Regions from separate parts of the Ovis aries genome. Here region 1 is linked to region 2. The links are chromatin contacts, called in public Hi-C maps. All regions are on one chromosome and are shown on one strand. Each heading gives the region's core, a stretch centred on a gene start, on an enhancer-like site or on the middle of the called end of the contact. The rest is flanking DNA. Distances are from core to core; before and after follow the strand shown. Region 1 overlaps KIRREL3 (kirre like nephrin family adhesion molecule 3). Region 2 overlaps KIRREL3 (kirre like nephrin family adhesion molecule 3).

Region 1 (7,445 bases), core at 3,881-6,380, 240 kb after region 2:
AGCAACAACAACATAACAAGGACTCTCAGGGTACATTATTATATACATGCGGAATCTGGACCAAACAGAAGATCCATCTTTTATGGTCATGAGCAACTCTGGTGTATAGCCTTGGCTTAAAATACACATCCTGAAGTGCAGGTGGAAAAAAAACACCCGGCTGTCCTGAGCGACGGTCTCTCCTGTTAGCACAGATCACAGCTCTCCCGGCCTCCTGGAGGGGGTCAGGGCTGAGAGTCACACGGAAAGGGGTGATTCTCAGAGCGTGTCTCAGTGATGGCTGGTAAAGCTGCTATGTTCTAAACTGTATGTTCTTAGCCTTAGCGCTTGTCTGGTTTCCTAGCTCAGTTTGGTGTTTCTGTTCAGTCGCTAAGTTGTGCCCAGCTCTTTTGTGACCCCATGGAATGTAGCCCGTCGGGCTCCTCTGTCCATGGGATTCTCCAGGCAAGAATACTGGAGTGGGTTGTCACTTCCTTCTCCAGGGAATCTTCTCGAACCACAGATCGAACCAGGTCTCCTGCATTGGCAGGTGAATTTTTTACCATCTGAGCCACCAGGGAAGTCCTTCTTAGTTCAGGACCCATGGAAACTCCCAGGTCTATTCTCATCATCAAAGTCATTCTAAGATAACATGATATATTGAATAAAAACTCTGAGAGGCAGCTTTCACGAGTCATCTTGCTTCCACTTGTTAAAAACTGCTCTCAAGACCCCTTGCTGTTGCTGTTGTTCAGTTGCCCAGTCATGTCTGACTCCTTGCAACCCCATCGATGAACTGTATAAAAGGAGAAGACTCCTTGTACAGAATAAGTTAATATATCAGGATTTACATGAAGCAAGGTTGGGTGTGAGGGGTAGAGTGGATCCAGGGGAGTTCGGTGCCAGAAAATGCAGCACCAGAAACCTGTTTTCCTTTTATGGACAAGCATCTGTGAAGCTGTTAAAGTATCTCAGTATTTACTGAGGGAAAGTTGTGACCTCCGCACTGGTGTCTGGTGGACATTTACATACACTGAAACCTACTCAACAAAAGCAGCAAAACTGTTTGCTATAAAGGCTACTCATTTTGGGATTTGAAAATACATTTCCAGTTCATACGGTTGCGATCCCTGTGGGATTCTCCAGGCAAGAATACTGGAGTGGGTTGTCATGCCTTCCTCCAGATCTTCTGGACCCAGGGATCTGTAAGACCGGACCCCAGGGGCCATGATGGGCCTCCCCTCCTCTCCCTCCCACCAGCGGGGGAAGTCCCTAACGGAAGGCGCCTCCCAGATCCCGGGGACCAAAGACAGCACACTTCACCAGCTAAAGCCGCTCCACCCCAGCCACGTAGAAGGACCTGTCAGCCCGCAACGCCTCGGCCTGGCGACTTATCCGAACCCCCGTCCATCTAGCCTGACCATCCCTAGCAACGAACTTATAAAAACCACCCCCAACACGGTCTGGGCGCGGACTTCCTCGACCTGCCTCGTTTGGGTCCGGGTACCCGCCCAGGAGTGCTTCGCCATTAAAAAGCCTGTTAGACACTCTTTTGATGTCCTGTTCGTCTTCACCTAACAGGATCAAACTCGCCTCTCTTGCATCTCCTGCCTTGGCCGGAGAGTTCTTCATCACTAGCGCCACCTGGGATGCCCATATGGTTGCAACAGCTCTTAAAGAAGATGTAAGCAGCCCTGCCGTGCCTGTGTAAACATTTGGTGGACAATGTAATATCAGACTCAGACTAAGATGTTGACAGTGTAAGAAGACTAAGACAATTGCACTTGAAAATTTCGTTGTTCAGTTGCTAAGTTGTGTCTATTTGTGACCCCATGGACTGCAGCACACCAGGATCCCCTCTCCTCCACTACTTCCCAGGGTTTGCTCAGATTTACATCCATTGATTCGGTGATGCCATCCAACCATCTCATCCTCTGTCATCCCCTTCCATCAGGTGGCCAAAGTACTGGAGTTTCAGCATCAGTCCTTCCAATGAATACTCAGCGTTGATTTCCTTTAGGATCGACTGGTGTGATCTTCTTGCAGTTGATCTCTTTGCACTTAAAAATACAGCAGTGTATATATTTTTATTTTCCTTGACAAGAACTCAGTGGTATGGAGTTTTTAGAAAATAAATATCTGCTAATAATGAGAGGAGAATGCAGATTTTCTATGATTATTCACAGGAGAAGAGGCAAGGACAGGAATCTGTTTCTCTGGATGATTTTTCTTGATTCTGATCAGCTCAGCATTCAGTTGCTTTCAGTTATAAAGTATGGATTTCTATCTGTAAATACCCCTGCCCTGATTTGATGAAGAGAAAAACCCAAGGCAAAGCTCATGTCCAGAGAAACGGGCATCCAGGTGGATTTGGAGCCCCGGCAACGGCTGACAGCACACTGCTGATGTGATCCGTGTGTTCCACTAAAGGACTTAGTCGGCGGCATAAGAAGGAGGGTTTCGTCTTTCACGTGGGGATCTTCCAGCCTGGCATTCTGCCTCTATATTCCTCTGATTCAATCTAAAGGAGCTTTGAAAACTTCGAAGAACTTTCATGTTTTGCTAGTTTATCATAAGTGTCTATCTTAAATCAATATTATGATTTCAAGCATGGCCTAGGTAGATATAAGCCATCTTCAGAAATAACTTCTGACACAAGATAAGATGTACCTGCTGCTGGATCCAAAGCGAGGAGAGTCGAAGGCTAAACAGCATGCAGACTCCTCTGCTTTCCAAGAGTCCTTTCTATTTCTTCCTAATGACCAGTATTAATCATTTCAGAAGTATGTGGTCTTCTGACATTTTTATTCTACTAGACTTGACACAAAGGAGGGTTTTGATGTCCTGAGTTTCTTTTCCTGTGGAGTAGCTCCGTTCTCACAGGGCATGGCTCATACCAGGCTAACTTCTCCCTAAGCAGAATGGGGTTTCACTTTTTTAAAAAATCAATCCACAGAGGGAAAGTTAGGTGGTAGATTCTCACGACGAAATTAGCACTTGGCTTTCAAAATGTTAAGCTGAACTGGCGAGGGGTGGAGGTAAAGAGCAGCGCCAGCCGTGGAGGAAAGCTTCTCAAATTCTTACTCGTGCTTTTGCATAAGGGGTGATGACTTCTTTCATTTTTATCAGTGCTTTTTCTCAAGTGCTACAAGTTAGGAAGGAGAAAGACCAGAGGTGATGCCAGAGGTTTCTGTGGCTTACAAAGGACCCGTGGGACCAGAATTCCTCCTCAAGGGATGGGCAGCAAAGGATTTGGGTCTTCATCCGAGTGTCTGAAGTGATGGTCCTGTGCTTACTGGACTTCCTCGGTGGCTCAGATGGTAAAATGTCCGTTTGCAATGCAAGAGACCTGGGCTTGGTCGCTGGGTTGGGAAGATCCCCTGGAGAAGGAAATGGCAACCCACTCCAGTATTCTTGCCTGGAGAACTCCATGGACAGAGGAGCCTGGTGGGCTACAGTCCGTGGTGGTATGACCTATGGGCAAGTTATGGAATCTAAGCCTCAGTAGTTCTCATCTGCAAATGGGTATGACAGTCCGGGCTTTTTGTCACATGGCTGAGAGGATTAAGTAGGTGAATGCAGGCCAACTCAACAAAGGACCTGGCCACAGGCCTCAGTATAGCCTTCCCATGGCTGGTTCCAGCTTAGGGCATCAATATTAGAGAAACACAAGGAGATTATGAGAAGTTTTGCTTCTTTTCTGTTCTCACCATTCCCCCTCTCTATGGAAGGGGCCCAGAAGGAAGACTATGTTTGTAAAAGGAGAAAGGGCATCAAGTGGCCAAATTGGGGGACAGCAAAGCAGAGGACCAAAGGCACATATCACCTTGCTGCAACACCTTTTCGTGTGGGGAAGAGAGCTACCTCTATTATTTTTTAGCAAATTCTCAAATTACACAGCTCTGCTTTTCCTCTCTGACCTGTGTTAGCATCCAATCTGCAGTTTCAAATGAGGTTTTGCAAACCTTATGCCAATGGTTTTCTTCTCTGACATGAGATGCTCACTGCCATGTGCCAGCGGAGCTGTTAGTAGAATGGACAGAGCATCCTACCTCATCCCAACCCCACTGCAACCTCTCCCACCCTCAGGAAGACAGGCAGTGAGGACTGGGCAGATGGCAGCTCTCCTGGCTCCTGAGAAAGCAGCGAGGGACGGTGGTGGTGACTCAGGTGTGGGAGGCTGCTCGGGCTTGAGCAAACCTCATCTAATCCCACTGGCAACTGAAACCTAATGGTCGGCCACGCAAGGTCTGACAATTTCAGGCAACATAAATGGCCAGTTCCACCAGCCCCTCAGGCTACACAGAGGAGACTGGTGAGGGATGCTCAAAAGATAACTTGTCATCCCACAGCCCACTATCTTAGTTTATGATGTATGTGGTTTGACCCGGAGCCTTTGGTCCATCCTGCTTGTAATTCTCAAAAGGCAAACAAGGCAGCTGCCTCCCCCTAGAAGATAAAGGAAGAGACCAGGAGTTCTTGGGACCAAGAGGACCCCTCCACTTCCCTCAGACAGAGCACAGGGCATCAGCTACCAGTGCCCACGTCAGGATTTGGTTACCCTGCCCAGAAAGACACACTTTCAAACAAGCAGCCATGGCTCGCAGCAATTTTTTAATGGTGACTGTTTCAGTCCAGAGGTAAAAACAGTGTGACTCCTCTTGAGCCTGCCCAGGAGATCAGGGATAATGAGGACTAATTTGAGCATGTTTGTTTGGCTTTTTCGGCAGCAGAGTGGAGCAGCAGCAGAAATACTGGCTCTTGGATCATTAAAGGGGCAAACACTTGAGAGGAGCATGGGCTCCCCTGGGGAGAAGCAGGATTCCTGGCTGCCAGCCGCCTGCCTGGGAGGACTAGCCCACCCATCACCCCCAGGACAGACCTCACTAGCTGAGAGCTCTCTCACTCCCTCTCTCTGTAGCTCTTCCAAGCCTCTTGAGCAGTTTTAACTGTGCCCACCTACCTCTTGCCATTTCACGCAGGCATGCATCCCCCTTAGCACTCTGCCCTCTTATCCATCAGAAAGAGGAGAAAGGAAGCGAGCCTCCTTGGGGAGCCTCTGCTCCCAGGAAAGTCTGCTCCTCCCTCCCATGCCCTCTGCCCACCCTCAGCTGCCCCAGCCCGGTGGCCCGGGGCAGAGAGGGGCCCTATTACCCTGGCCTGGGAGCCTCTCTTCCTGGTACTAAGGGATGGCCTTGGGCCGCCTGCTCTCAGCTCACTCTTGGGCTTTGCAAGCGCTGCTGCTGCCACCATCAGGCAGATGTAGGAACTGCATAGCTCACCTGGTTTTTAAGATCCCCAAACTTTCTATTTAATGTTCCAACAGCTCTTGACCAATGTGGTCCTAAGACAAACACAGGCCCTCTCCGCACCAGACACACGGACCCAGTGTCTTATGCAAGACAAAGGCTTCAGAGTCCAGCTCCCCAAAGAATGACACTTCCTGTGATCGTGGGGTAGACGCCAGCATCCTTAAGCAAGGCATAGAAAAGTGCGGGCCCTCGGACATAGAGAACAAAGCCACGGGGAGATTAATTGGCAGTTGTTCTCTCTCTGTGACCAGGGTACTGGGGCAGGGAAGGAAGGCGGTCGCTCCCTGTGCGGCACTGGGACGGGTCCCCAGGAGACAAGTCAAGTTCCTGTTCCCTGCACGCCTGCATGATGAGCCAGCCCGGCCCCATGCCACTCTGAAGCTGTCATAGCTCCCAGCATCGCCAAAGGTGACAGGTGGCCTGTCACACCGGAGCTGTGACACCTGTGACGCGTGCAGGCGGCTGACAGAGATGGGGACTGGCATGCAGGAGAGAACAGAAGGCCCGACTGTTTCTTGGGAGGGGTCAGTGGCTGCCAGAGGGTATTTCTCTTGGCAGTGTTCCTGGTGACCCGATGGCCATTCAAGGCCTTGCTGGGAGAGGAAGAGCTTCCTATGGGGCAAGACCATACTTTAAACTCTCAGGGTCTTTCCTCTGTCCTCTGTGGGGGCGTCTCAGCTTCTGCTCTGGTGTGTGGTGAAGTGGGGGTGTCAGAGGGACTGCTTTTTCTTTCTTTCACTTTTTCTCACATTCCATTTTTTTGGCCACACTCGTGGCATGCAGAACTTCCCTGACCAGGGATTGAACCTGCGCTTCCCTGCAGCGGAAGCATGGAGTCTTAACTGCTGGACTGCAAGGGAAGTCCATGCTTCAGTATTTCAATATTCATTCACCTCCTAAGTGCTGAGTAGTATGTGACACACAGGCTATAAAAGAAATGGAGGTTTTAATCAACCAGCTAAGAAAAGCACCTGCCTTGTGTTTGCTTTCGCTTTTGTCAAAACAGTCACAAAGGAGTTTCCTAGGTAGCATCTCCTTGGTTGCTATTCAGCCCAAAAGGCCAACCTATCATTTCTCCCTGGGAAGAGGGGACTGGAAACCTTGAATCCTCAAGGTAACACTGAAGGTCAGACAAAGGAAGGGATCAACTCAGGAAGAGTCTGGAGTAAAAACAAGGGAGAGAGCTGCAACTTGGGGTCACTGTTCAAAGGTTAGCTTCCCAATTTCCATAAGGAACCCCCAACGCCCTTCTCTGTGCCTGGGCAATGAGGACTCACACAGGTTCTAAGAACATGGCTCATCTCAGGCTCCAGCTTAGCAGCTTCTCCTGCATCCGTCCGTTTTGCTGATGTGGATCCACCAGCATCTTGAGATGCGCCAAGGCTTCTGGACCACACAGTCAGCTGGATGGGGAGCCAATGCAGTCATCAGCCGAACCGCTCCGAGGTTTATGACAGTAGATGACTCTCACTGCTATCACGGCGGTGAATGAAGCACCGCTTGCGGAAGGTCATATACACACACTAAATTATCATCATTGTCATCCTGACCACCGTAATTATGGCCACTGCTGCTGCCACCAACCACAACCCAAGGAATCTGTCTAGTACCTGCAAGAAAATGAGCTGGACAAAGAGATCGGTAACACATCACAGACCTCCTACTGCTACTGCTGCTGCTAAGTCACTTCAGCCATGTCCGACTCTGTGCGACCCCATAGACGGCAGCCCACCAGGCTCCCCCGTCCCTGGGATTCTCCAGGAAAGAACACTGGAGTGGGTTGCCATTTCCTTCTCCAATGCAGGAAAGTGAAAAGTGAGAGTGAAGTTGCTCAGTTGTGTCCGACTCTTAGTGACCCCATGGACTGCAGCCTACCAGGCTTCTCCGCCCATGGGATTTTCCAGGCAAGAGTATTGGAGTGGGGTGCCATTGCCTTCTCCACAGACCTCCTAGATGGTAGAAGAATGTATTGTCTAAATAGCTTGCTGTTAATAGAAAATATTTAGGAACTCTTGGAATTTTGATGTCATCTAGGGCTGGAGGAAACACAAGCTGGAATCAAGATTGCCAGGAGATGTATCAATAACCTCAGATATGCAGATGACACCACCCTTATGGTAGAAAGTGAAGAAGACCTAAAGAGCCTCTTGATGA
Region 2 (7,163 bases), core at 2,111-4,610:
GCTCAAACTCACGTCCATTGAGTTGCTGATGCCAGCTAGAATAAGATGGGCTGGGGTGTTTTCAGAGAAAAATGGTCAAGATGGAGGAGAAGTGGGAAATACGTAATGTCAGCTAAGCAAGCCCAAACATAAGCCTAGAGTCCAAAGCCATCCTATCCAGCCTTTGGACTCTCTACACAGACAAAACCAGGAATCCTGACACAGGCAGAAGGACCTCTGCCACTTCCCATGGAACTGGGTTTTTATCTAGCGCTGTTCACCTTATTCCCAAGAATCTTCTACCCTGGGCGCTGCTTCACTGGATGACAAATACTTGCTGGGTGTTTAAGGTGTGTCAGGCATGTTTCTGCTCCACCTGAGATTCTCCTTCCCTCCTTCCTCTTTGGCTGTAGGTCTCTACTCTGGAATTTTGGGAGGCTGCCAACTCATGGCTCCTATTTACTGTTCACTGCTTATACTGAGAACTCCAGACCATCAGATACTTTTATTTCAACAAGAGGAAAGGGGAAGCTCTCAGAGAGGGTGGGAGCCTTCCATGCCCAGCCCGTCTGCACCACCCTCTGCACCACCCTCACTCCTGCCTCCTGGCTGCTCCTTCAGAGGGTTTCATTCTAGGGTGTTCTTTTTTCCTCAGAAAAGGCAGAGGAACCAGAGATCAAATTGCCAGCATCCGCTGGATCATGGAAAAAGCAAAAGAGTTCCAGAAAAACATCTATTCTGCTTTATTGACTATGCCAAAGCCTTTAACTGTGTGGATCACAATAAACTGTGGAAAATTCTAAAAGAGATGGGAATACCAGACCACCTGACCTGCCTCTTGAGAAATCTGTATGCAGGCCAGGAGGCAACAGTTAGAAATGGACATGGAACAACAGACAGAACTGGACATGGAACAACAGACTGGTTCCAAATAGGAAAAGGAGTACGTCAAGGCTGTATATTGTCACCCTGCTTATTTAACTTCTATGCAGAGTACATCATGAGAAACGCTGGACTGGAAGAAACACAAGCTGGAATCAAGATTGCTGGGAGAAATATCAATAACCTCAGATATGCAGATAACACCACCCTTATGGCAGAAAGTGAAGAGGAACTAAAAAGCTTCTTGATGAAAGTGAAAGAGGAGGATGAAAAAGTTGGCTTAAAGCTCAACATTCAGAAAACGAAGATCATGACATCTGGTCCCATCACTTCATGGGAAACAGATGGGAAAGAGTGGAAACAGTGTCAGGCTTTATTTTGGGGGGCTCCAAAATCACTGCAGATGGTGATTGCAGCCATGAAATTAAAAGACACTTACTCCTTGGAAGAAAAATTATGACCAACCTAGATAGCATATTCAAAAGCAGAGATATTACTTTGCCGACTAATGTCCATCTAGTCAAGGCTATGGTTTTCCAGTAGTCATGTATGGATGTGAGAGTTGGACTGTGAAGAAGGTTGAGCACCAAAGAATTGATGAGTTTGAACTGTGGTGTTGGAGAAGACTCTTGAGAGTCCCTTGGACTGCAAGGAGATCTAACCAGTCTGTTCTGAAGGAGATCAACCCTGGGATTTCTTTGGAAGGAATAATGCTAAAGCTGAAACTCCAGTACTTTGGCCACCTCATGCAAAGAGTTGACTCATTGGAAAAGACTTTGATGATGGGAGGGATTGGGGGCAGGAGAAGAAGGGGACGACAGAGGATGAGATGGCTGGATGGCATCACTGCTTCGATGGACATGAGTCTGAGTGAACTCCGGGAGTTGGTGATGGACAGGCAGGCCTGGAGTGCTGCGATTCATGGGGTCGCAAAGAGTCGGACATGACTGAGTGACTGAACTGAACTGAACTGAAACAATTTTGAAGTCTTTATTGAATTTGTTACAATATTGCTTCTGTTTTATCTTTTTTTTTTTTTTTTGCCAGGAGGCATGTGGGATCTTAGTTCCCCCACCAGGAATCAAATCCATGTCCCCTGCATTGGAAGGTGAAGTCTTAATCACTGGATCCCCAGGGAAGTCCCTCTAGTGTGTTCTCACAGCTTGCATTTCTGTGGACCATCGCCATCTATTTCATTCACGTTTGAGGTCCTCCTTTATGTTCCATCTTGAGCTTGATGCTAGGGATCCAAAGAGGGCACAAGAGTCCCTCCCTGGTCTCACTGACTTGCAACATAGTTGCAGGGAGCAACCACAAACCCAAGACCACACAGGATAATCACAGAGCAAGACATACCCACTATGACGCAGTGCCACACCCACCTGGGCTAGTGCTCCATTCAGGGTCTGCTAGGAGCTCGGAGGCCATGGGATTTTTTTTGGGGGGGGAGGGTTGCATTAGGTCTTCATTGTGGCATGCGGGGGCTTCTCTAGTTGCAGCACACAGGCTTAATTGCCCTGTGGCATGGTTGCCCTGTGGTCAGGGATCTTAGTTCCCTGACCAGGGATCGAATCCATGTCCCCTGCTTTGGAAAGCAGATTCTTAAACACTGGACCACCAGGCAAGTCCCAAGGCCTTTGTGATGTTCTGGAACAAGTCTAGGACTTGACATCATTGATCATGATTCCAGCCTTAGCTCCATCACTATCAGCTGCGTGACCTTTGGCAAACTACCTCTGTGTCTCAGCAATAGAACAGGAATGATACGACCAACTGATAGAATTGTCTTGAGAATTAAATGAACTTGTGGCTGTGGAAATATTTGATAAGCTGGAACGTACCATGTGCGTTTTAGGACTTAAGGGAGGGTGGGCTTCCCAGGTGGCACAGTTGGTGAAGAATCTGCCTGCCAATGCAGGAGACACAAGAGACGTGGGTTTGACCCTAGGGTCGGGAAGATCCCCTGGAGGAGGAAATGGCAACCCACTCCAGGATTCTTGCCTGGAGCATTCCATGAACAGAGAAGCCTGGCAGGCTGCAGTCCACGGGGCTGCAAAGGCTCGGACGTGACTGAGTGCACACACACACACACACACATTAAAGGAGGGTGGTCACTCTGGTTTAGGGAGCTTAGGAAGGTGGCTATTCTCTTGTCCTGTTCACCTTCTGGGACAACAAATACTGCTTACCATACATACAGTAAGAAGCTGAAGGTCAGTCCGTCTACATATTCCTTGATGCTGAACCATAGGGGTCGTATGGGATGGGCATGGGGGTGGTCCACTTCCTCCAATGTCCTCCATTCTTTTGAAGAATCTGCTAGGCCCTGGAATCCCTGTCCTGACCAGTCTGAGAAGAATGGAAACTCTGGGTGGAAACGGAGTTGACAGGGGCTCGGGGTCATGCACGGCCTAAATAAAGGAAGAGGGATAGCAGTCAGCTTGTCAGATCCCAGGCACTCTGCCCAGGCCAAGGCTACTGGCAGCTCTGCCTGCAGCTGGCTGCGGGGGACTGTGGTGGCCTGGCCTCTAGGGAGAGTTTCTTACCCATCCAGACTTGCAGGGATGATGATTTGCTTCTGGTCACCAGCAGAGGGCAGTGTCCAGAGTCTATTCCTCCTGCCTCCCATAGACTAAGACACCCTCCGTTCCACCCTCTGATGCTTGTTCCTTCCAGGTGAGGTTATCAGTTGACAGTGCATTGTATATGCCCTGAAGTGTCAAGATCAGCAATTGGGAAGAGGATTTAGGAAGCAAATGCAAGCCTAACTCACAAAGCAGATTATATGGTTATGTTGTTATTACTTTGGGACGTAGTTCCTCTTAACGCTAACTAATTTTGTGAAAATGTAATTACCGTGTAGTCTCCATATATTCGAGGTAGAGCGGTGGGCACCCCACTCAGCCCCTGGGGGTTGGAGCTGAGTTATGATCTCTGCTGTTTCTTCTTGGTTTTATCTTCTTTCCTATAAAATCTCTGAGGGAGCCTCCCCAGGAGGTTGCCCCCTGCTTTCAATCTCATTTTCTGATATCTAGCTCTGAATCTCCCATAATTGAATTTAGTCTGGGTCTCCCGGTTGTTCCTCTTGGCTCACTTGCCATTCATTTGGGGCTGCCTCACAGTAGGACCCCCTCCCTCAGCTAGGGAAGCTGGGTTGCATTGGTGGCCAAAGCAGATGCACAAGTTTCATTAGAAATAATCTCACAAACATTACTAGAGGTCCTTTCTTCATTTGTTTATTTCCCACTGTGCTGCGTGCACGTTCAATCACTCAGTCGTGTCCGACTCCTCGAGACCCCATGAACTACAGCCCGCCAGGCTCCTCTGCCCGTTGGATTTTCCAAGCAAGAATTCTGGAGAGAGTTGCCATTTCTTCCTCCAGGGGATCCTCCCGACCCAGGGATTGAACCTTCATCTCTTGCATCTCCTGCACTGGCAGGCAGATTCTTTACCACTGAGCCTTTTTTTCTTTTTCCAAATTAGATGTCCTTTAACATGTATTCTGCTCTGCTTTTTTAGCTACTACTAAAGAACACCCTAAGTATCAGTAGAAAGCAAGGCTGCCCAGAATACATCCACATTCCCCATCCTTCCTTGCAGCTGTGTGATCAGTTCCTGGCGAACTGGACGTAAGCAGAAGGAGTGAGTACAGCTTCTGGATTAAAAGGAAGAGATCAGTGCTTCCCTCTGTCTCTCCCCTTCCCGTCGACTGGAGTCGGGACATGGCAGTGGGAGCTGGAGAAGCCACAGGAAACCACGGAGAGAGTCAGGCTCCTCCAGATGACGGGGAAATGAGCGCTCTTGTGGTTGTTAAGTTGGATCTTTGTTATGTGACCCTCAACAGAAACCTTTGCTGTGGAGACTTTCCATGGGGAACCCAGGGGTGGGGGCTCCTGTCTTGTTCTCCTCTGTCAACCTGCCAGGCAGATTCCCTGCAGGTAAAAGCTAAGTCAGAGCTGCGGACCAACTCTGTAGAATTTGGGGCCCTCTTTCCACCAGTCCCTTCCAACCCACTCTTGGCCCCCAGTTCCTCCTTTGTTTCTTTGGTTGTTGCTGACAGCTCTAGAGATACATTCTCAGATGTCAGTCATACTCAGGGCTCTTGGCATTGACGCTGGAGAGCATGGCAAGGTAGGAGGAGGGGGTCAGGGGTGCAGGAGCCCCGTCCTGACTCCCAGACACCTTCCTCTCCTCGTCTGGCGGAGAGGAATGAATGCCGGGCTGGGGTCGAGAGCCCATTCTGGCTCCGTCACTAACCAGCTGTGTGATTTTGAACCACTCGCCTCCTTCTGGAGCCAAATAGCGGAGTTAGGCTGGATGCTGGCTGGAATTCCTTGCAGCTTGGCATTCTGTGATGTGACAAGTACATAACCAGCCTTGTGGCTGGGATGCTGGAAGCAAATGACCTCAGGAAGGTCCACGTCTGGGCAGAATGGCTCTGCTCATTTCTCACCATTTGCTGAGCCCTGAACGGTGCTCTTGGTGGGGTGAGGGGAAGGAGAGGGCACGGGAGTGCAGAGGGCAAGAAGCATTGCAAAGGCCACAGCTGATGGGGACCCTCTCTTGAGGGGTCTAGCCTCTCTGGAGCCACAGGACACAGGCATGGAATCTGTGAGAACAGCCTAATAAGTGATTCAAGAAGTGTGTCCCTGAGGAGGGGCCGGAACACAGGCGGGGCTTGGGGCGAGGTGAGCAGGGTGCCCCCAGCGCAGGACTGAAGCCTACCTGCCCCCGTACTTGCTGTATGGCCTTGAACAAGTTTCCAGGCTTTGGAGCCTCGGTTTCCTTACCTGTCAGGTCAGGACGATGGAAGCAGCCCCCACACACGTGGGGCCGTGGACCCCAGTAGGTGCCCAGTGAATTCCGTGTCTCCATCTCCCTCCCTTTCTTCTCTGAAAACATCAGACTCTGAATAACGATCCCACTTAGTTTCCAGCCGACATTCCAGCTCTCCTGGCTTCTGCCTCCAGAATCTTTCCTCTCTTTTCCGGTATCTTTTTCTTTTCCCCCTACAACTCTGCACAGTCCTCCCCCACCTCTTTCCCCAGCAAAGCTCCCCCATCCTCCTTCTTTGTAGAGGGCAAGGAAAGGTGGGGTTACATGGATGCCCAGTGATATTTCAGAAGCTTTAATTAAGGCAAAGATTATGCATGCCATTTGAGTTTGAAAAAGGATTCAGATCAGGATGAATAAAATGCTAAGTCGCCCCCCCCACCCCCCATCTAACCCACTCACCCGCATACCCTGGGGTAAAATGAAACATAACTCAGTTTTTCCAGGAAAGGCATCCGACAGGAGGTCATCGTGGTCACCAGGCTGACAGCAGCAGCGCGACAGCCTCAGCAAGTATTTGTTCTGCCTGCATCCTGCTTCTCACTACCTTCCTTAGCTAGGTGCCGATGGAGAAGATGATTGCACTCTGCAAGCTACGGGTATCTATCCTACAAATAGGCGGCACTATGGCTTCAGGACTGTGATGCTCCCACTTTGCTCTCACTAGAGGCACTTTTTCCAGGGGTGCAGAGGACCTTCCCTCCTCACATGTGTCTCTAATGTCCGTCTCCTTCTCCGCGGCACCCTGCTGCCTCAGGAGGCTCCGGTCAGCCCTCTGTGAGCCAGTGATGACTGGACCTCCATCCCCAAAACAATTCTCCCCTCATTCCATGGGTCTCAGTTTATGTGATCTTGGTTACCACCCTCTCCTTCACTCTGGACCTGGAGGCCCTGAATACTGGGTTTATGTTATTTAACACACAAGTGGAACATCATACCCAGCTGCTTGGGGCTTGAGCTGTCAGTTTCTGGGGCCCCGTGTGCAGGTGTGTGCATGTTTGTGTGTGTGTGTGCACTAAGTCGCTTCAGTCATGTCTGACTCTTTGCAACCCCATGGACTGTAGCCCACTAGGCTCCTCTGTCCATGGGATTCTGCAAGCAAGAATACTGGAGTGGGTTGCCGGAGTCTTACCCCACAGAGTTAAGCCCCTGTGTTCCTTTTCTACTCTCATCCCAGTATTTCTCCTTTCCAGGCCAGGTCCAAATTACAGAGAGCTCAGAGCAAAGGAATAGTCTGGGCCATCATGCCTACATCCTCCCAAGGACCAGGAGCATCTCACAGCTGGCAATCCACTGCAGCACCTGCTCTGTGGCCCCCAAGGGGCACATGGCAGGTGGGTTCCCTCATCTCAGGTGTCCTCAGGCTATATTCAGGCAGGGTTGTGGCTCCAGAATTTGGCTGTGGAATAAACAATGTTCTTACCGACAATTGCTGGCTCACCATTATTTACTTCTACAGTTATTATTAT

The links. A called contact is a pair of places that touch in the nucleus more often than the background predicts.
Region 1: a contact with region 2 is called in a Hi-C map of hypothalamus, with 5 times the contacts expected there. The contact joins two enhancer-like sites. A contact is called at or near these places in 4 of 16 Hi-C or Micro-C datasets (hypothalamus, liver and tail adipose tissue).

The regions. Positions count from the first base shown.
Region 1 is chr21:27,803,706-27,811,150 of ARS-UI_Ramb_v3.0, forward strand. The region is part of intron 1 of KIRREL3 (kirre like nephrin family adhesion molecule 3); the gene reads right to left. Among named protein-coding and RNA genes, the nearest start is that of KIRREL3, 13 kb to the right of the region's middle. Within about 2 kb of position 5,131, at least 11 of the 54 cell types and tissues checked have an H3K27ac peak or open chromatin away from gene starts, as enhancers often do. A contact at or near this core is called in hypothalamus, where this site is marked.
Region 2 is chr21:27,560,496-27,567,658 of ARS-UI_Ramb_v3.0, forward strand. All of the region lies in intron 1 of KIRREL3 (kirre like nephrin family adhesion molecule 3), which reads right to left. Among named protein-coding and RNA genes, the nearest start is that of TRNAG-CCC, 18 kb to the right of the region's middle. Within about 2 kb of position 3,361, at least 9 of the 54 cell types and tissues checked have an H3K27ac peak or open chromatin away from gene starts, as enhancers often do. A contact at or near this core is called in hypothalamus, where this site is marked.